Regions from separate parts of the Rattus norvegicus genome. Here region 2 is linked to region 1. The links are chromatin contacts, called in public Hi-C maps. All regions are on one chromosome and are shown on one strand. Each heading gives the region's core, a stretch centred on a gene start, on an enhancer-like site or on the middle of the called end of the contact. The rest is flanking DNA. Distances are from core to core; before and after follow the strand shown. Region 1 holds the start of Brca2 (BRCA2, DNA repair associated). Region 2 holds the start of N4bp2l2 (NEDD4 binding protein 2-like 2).

Evidence for each region. A called contact is a pair of places that touch in the nucleus more often than the background predicts.
Region 2: a Hi-C map of liver shows a contact between it and region 1, with 4 times the contacts expected there. The contact joins the promoter of N4bp2l2 here to the promoter of Brca2 in region 1. A contact is called at or near these places in 5 of 12 Hi-C or Micro-C datasets (the Rat2 cell line, Schwann cells, frontal cortex and 2 more).

The regions. Positions count from the first base shown.
Region 1 is chr12:4,894,084-4,896,835 of GRCr8, reverse strand. Brca2 (BRCA2, DNA repair associated) reads right to left here and starts at 1,389. Exons shown (of 27, transcript NM_031542.2): 1 at 1,229-1,389; 2 at 1,053-1,136. The coding sequence starts at 1,119.
Region 2 is chr12:5,034,183-5,036,969 of GRCr8, reverse strand. It overlaps N4bp2l2 (NEDD4 binding protein 2-like 2), which reads left to right and starts at 1,294. Exons shown (of 6, transcript NM_001005533.2): 1 at 1,294-1,405.

The sequences.
Region 1 (2,752 bases), core at 140-2,639:
TCTAATATCCACATCACGTAGCTCACAAGCACCTGGAAATCCAACTCTAGGGGACCTGATGCCCTCTCCTGACCTCTGTGGGTGTCTATATACACACACAGAGCATAGGCATAAACACACTCACACACACAGTTTAAAATAAAAGACACCATAAGAGAAGGTTTGACAAGTATTCATCACTAGCATCCCCAATGCTTCTGATTTGCCAGTAGCACTTTCAAAACAGTTCTTACCACTGGATGCCCAAGAGTTAATTTCCCATCTATTTAGGTGGTCTACATCATCTGATTGGCCTGGAAAAGATTATGCTAACTAGATCTGACTCCACAAGCTTTTCACAGCACAAAGAAAACCGTCAAGTATTGAATTATTTTACTTTTCAATTTAGAGACAGTCTCATGTGTCCCTTACAGGCCTTGAGCTCACCCTGTGGCCCAGGATGACCTTCAACTCCTGAGCCTCCTGCCTCTACTTCCCAAATGGTGAGATTATATTAACCAGCTAGTGCCCAGTTAATTGATGCTGAGGAAGAAACGCAGAGACCAGGGTCACTCCCATCTCTCCCACCCCCTTTTTTTTAAAATCAGGTCTAAGCTCTGTGCTCCCAATATCCAGGAATTCCCTATGTAGCCCAAGCTGGTCTTGAACACCTATTTAATCCACCTGGCTCAGTCTTCTGCCTCAACTTCCATAGGATTATAAATATGTGCCATCACACCTAGCTCGAGTAATTGTTTTTCTGAGACAGAGTTTCTCATAAAGCCCTTGCGGTCTTTTTTTTTTTTTTTTTTTTTTTTCGGAGCTGGGGACCGAACCCAGGGCCTTGCGCTTCCTAGGCAAGCGCTCTACCACTGAGCTAAATCCCCAACCCCCCTTGCTGTCTTTTAATCTCTCTCTTTAGACCAGGCTGGCCTCAAACTCACAGAAGTCCACCTGCCTCTGCCTCCCAGGTGCTGAGGTGTTTGTTTTTAAAACAAGCATACACCTTGACTTTATTGAAAAAAAATTTTTTGATGGGTCTTAATTTACCAAATTTTATAAAACTTCAATACCTGCTGTGCTGCATCTCGCTTTAAAAATTTCCCAAAAAGTTGGTCTCCTTTTGTATTCAACGGTCATGTTCTTGGTAAAGAAGTCTGCAAAAGAGAAAGTAACATAGGCTTCACAGGCCTGCTTTCTTGTGACGGGTAAAACCAGAATCGCTGGTAAGCTCTTCCAACGGAACTACCTTAGGCCCATCTTTTGGGGCAAGAACAGAACTTATCATGAAGATGGGGAGAGATTATAATTGTGCTTCGAACCAAACTGCACCCGAAAGCGGATATGGTGGGAGCCAATAACCAGAAAAACTTAACGTCATTTAAAAGTATTCACGTTAACTAATTACGGAGCTGAGACGCACACGTTCGGTAATCCAGCAACTGCAGAACGGAGCGGCTACTGCGGACTCCGGGGACGCGCCAGATCCCTGTGGGAGGACGCCCGCGGGCTGCAAGGGGCCGGGAGGAGGAACCAGCTCCCGACTGAGGTGGAGCCTGTGGCGGCCGTGAAGGGGGTCGAGGGGCTCCTCCGGGAAGTCAGGCGCTTCCCTCACTGCACCACGACCCCGGAGCGCGTGCCCACAACACCCGGCCCCACAACACCCGGCCCCACTGACACGCTCGGGTTGCGGCCGCTGACGGACGGCGCCGCCTCACTTCTCACGCTCCTGCGAAAAGCCCGCGCTCTGCGCCGTGACGTCATGACTGCGCGACGGGGACGCAGCGCGAGCGCCGCCCGGAAGTCAGGGAGCTGTTCCTCCTGTAGCTGGTCCCAGATAAAGTTACCTCCCACTTTGGCAGCCGCTCAGAGTCGCCAAATTCCTTTTCGTCCCTTTGGGTTCACATTTGTCTCTGGAGACGTGTGTGTGTGTGTGTGTGTGTGTGTGTGTGTGTGTGTGTGTGTGTGTGTGTGTGTGTGTGTGTGTGTGTGTGTGTGTGTGTGTGTGTGTGTGTCTTCTGTGGTTTCTTCTCGATGTGGGTTAAAATTTTGTTTATAGTTTCTTTGTATCTTCGGGGTCTGATTAGATGTTCAAGTTAGAACCCTTGGCGTTCTGTTTACTTTAATCTAACCGACCCTGAAGATAGACTTTGAAGGGATTCGTTGGATCTCTTTACCCTCTTCCCAACGTCTCCACATTAAATAAATCTTTCAGCTTTCCACTTTTAATTTGGCTTTTTTAATTGTCTTATTGAGGAAGGGTGGTAGGGACCTGGGCCCAAATTCATATTCATTCATTCTTCTCTCCCTCTCCCTTTCCCCCTCCCCCTCCCTCTCTCCCTTTCTCCCTCTCCCTCTCTCCCTCTCTCCCTCTCCCCCTCCCTCTCTCACAAACACACACACACTGAATCTCCTGGGTAACAAACCCAGTGCGTGGCTTACTGTGGGTCTGTAGTTTGAACTGTACAAAGCCTTCGATTGGATTCAACAAGAGATCTTCGGGGCCTTGCTGGTTCCAGAATGTGCTAAACAGTAAAAAGGTCCCCTTGGATTAGAAAAACAATGATCTTGGGTTGGGGAGTCTGACTCCAATAGTAGAGATTTTTGGCCCTGGGTTAGATACTCAGCACTATAGTAAAGACAACTGAGAAAAGTCTGCTCGGTTTATTGGTATCAATTTTGTCTGGTAATTTGTAGTCCTTAGTTTTAGTGAGAAGCCTCACTAATGTAAAAAAGTACTAAAACTTTTGATGTAGGTCTACTTAGCAAAGAA
Region 2 (2,787 bases), core at 45-2,544, 140 kb before region 1:
CTACCACTGAGCTAAATCCCCAACCTCTAGATTTCTAATACTTAAAAATGAAAGAAAGGCATTTTTAACAGTTTAAATGGACCAACACAGGAAGTATATGGAAACTTCATCTTTGAAATTTTATTTGGGCTGGTGAGAGGGCTCAGTAGATAAAGGCACTCACTGCTAAGCCTGGACAACCTGAACTCAATCCCCAGGACCCAATACTGGCCAGGAGTTATGGCAGTAGAAAACTGCCAGCTCAGCATGTGCAAGGAAAAATGAGAAAATAAAAGTATTCCTACTATTTAACTTTTCAATGACATGTTATTAAAATGTAAGATATTACAATGAGATGACATCACCATGAATGTCAAAAAGAAAAATGTTTCCCTTAGGGTGGGTATAGAGGTGCAGGCCTGTAATCCAAGCAGGAGAATCAGAAATTCTAAATTCTAGGTGAAATTACCTTGGCTTATATGGCATTTAAGGTCAACCTGGTTTCCATGAGATCTGACACACTCCTGGTTTTCCTGTGCACCAGACACTCACTCTGTGTGTGTGTGTGTGTGTGTGTGTGTGTGTGTGTTTACTCAGATAAAACACATAGTAATTTTTTAAGTGTTTATTTTTATAAAAATGATGCAGAACTTGAAGCTAAATACGAGGAAACAAAAGTTGCTGTAAAAATTGTATTTCAAGAAGATCCTGCAAGAGGATAGGTTGTGAGCCCTCTGGGTCATAATAATGGTGTTAAGCATTCTAATGTAAATATTCTACACTGTGACTTTTAGCTATTATACTTTCAAATTAAAACATTATTGTGTTGGAGCCAAGACCTATTCGAATACGAGATGGCCGATTTTCTTGTGGGGGTCCAAATGAAACAAAGAGTGGGAGTTTCAGAAAGTATAATTACTTTCTGAGAAACCATAGCAACCGAATTCCGTTATACAAAATGTTTTCTCCTTTGAAGCCTAGTCTGATTCTTTTGTCTCTTAAAAAGCCCGAAAACTGTTCACTCACCACAGAGGCTTGCGCATCCACCTGGGGGCGCCAAGCACTCTTGTTCTTTTCCTTTAGTCGCGAACGCCAGAGAACGTCGCTGCCTTTACAAAGTTGGTGTTTCTTTAACTAACTTCCCCAACTCCAGGACTGGGAACAAGACTGAGTCTACGTTTGTGGCCAAAATAGCACAGGCGTCATGCAATGGACTCTGGAAGACTGAGTCTCGGTGGCACGAGGTAAACTAGGATTGCAGGGAACGCCGGACTTCAATCCCCATAATGCCTGGCGTGAGCCCGCGGTGCTGCATGGGTAATCCAAGAGGTGGCGGCCATCTTGTGTATGGAACTGCTCCAGTCTCGCGTCTCTTTCCAGCTCCGTTTAGTAGCTACGTTTTGGACGGTCTCTCGACTTCCCAGAGGTTCGTGTATTCGCGGAAGTTCTTTTTGGGGGAGGACTTGGGGAGGAAGGTGGTGGAAGTACATACAGAGCTGTGGCTTGAGGTGAGCAAGCGTCCCGGTGTAGTTAAGGGAGGTATTTCCGGTTTCATCTGAGGTGAACGGCCGAGTTTTCACTGGTGGCTTGACGCGATTCTTTCTATTTGTGAGCGTGGAAGCCCCAAAAGAAACCTTTCAGCCTTCGAGGCCTCCCCGGATTCTTAGAAGGGATCTTGACGTTTTCCTTAGGGACGGAGAAGCTGGGACGCCTCTGTCCTGGCAGCTTGCCTAGGGGTCAGGAGGCCTGGGGGCCCAGGTAGGGTACTGGCGATGTTAGTGCACCCTCTGCTCTTCCTCGGGTATCTCTGACGTTAGAATGAGGAAATGGGAGGATGTGGCTGAGGTGGGGGCTGTTTCCGGGAAAATGGCTTTCTCCGCAGTTGGAGCTTCCTTCATCTCTGCTAATGGCCTGTCTCCTTTATTCCCTACTTTGTGGGGGTTTTAGTTTTGCTTCCAAGAGCAGGCCGAGTGAAGTACTGACTAAAAGAGAGCTTTTGGTTTCTTAACGGTTAAAAAAAAAAAAGATAGGAGAAGCGAAGTTGTGATTTTTTTTTTTTAAGGCATAGTCTCTCTAAACCAGGTTGCTATGGAAGCCATTTGTGTAGACAGCCCATACTGGACTGGAACTCTCCCATTGACAGCATTACAGGTTTGAGCTACCATGGCCTGTCAAGAGAAGTGTAATTTTAATTAAGTTAGTTTATTGACAGGGTCTTGGGTAATTGAACTTACTCTGTAGTCCAGGCTGGTTGTAAACTCCTGATCTTCCTTTCTCCATCTCCCAAACGCTAGTGTTTACAGCCATAAACCACCCTGCCTGAAAAGTGAACTTTTTAAGTTAGAGAAACTACTAGAAAAGTTGAATGTTTTGATTTTTAAAGTTTCCTGATTATTTTTCCTGAGCATAATTTGTATCGTCACTGAAACTCAAAACTTTTTTTTTTTTTCAAATTCTTACACTCAATTGGGAACTGCTTTTACACTACTTGAAAGGAAAAGGCCCCCAAGGCTGCATTTTAGTTGATCTGGTATTTGGATGCTAAAGAGAGATGATTGAAGTTTGGAAATTGAAGCTTATACTCCAAAAGACATGGTGATTTTTAAACAGGAAGGTATTCATGTTTAAATTCAATTTAGAAACACATGTTCAATTCTGGATCTATACATACACATATAAATACACACAATATGGATTTAAGTTTCCAAATTTAGGTTCCTAAACTCTAGAGTGGATTGGTTAAAGATAGGCTTGTAATCTCAGCAACTCAGAAGGATGCAAAGTTCAGGGCTTCACTGTATTCTACAG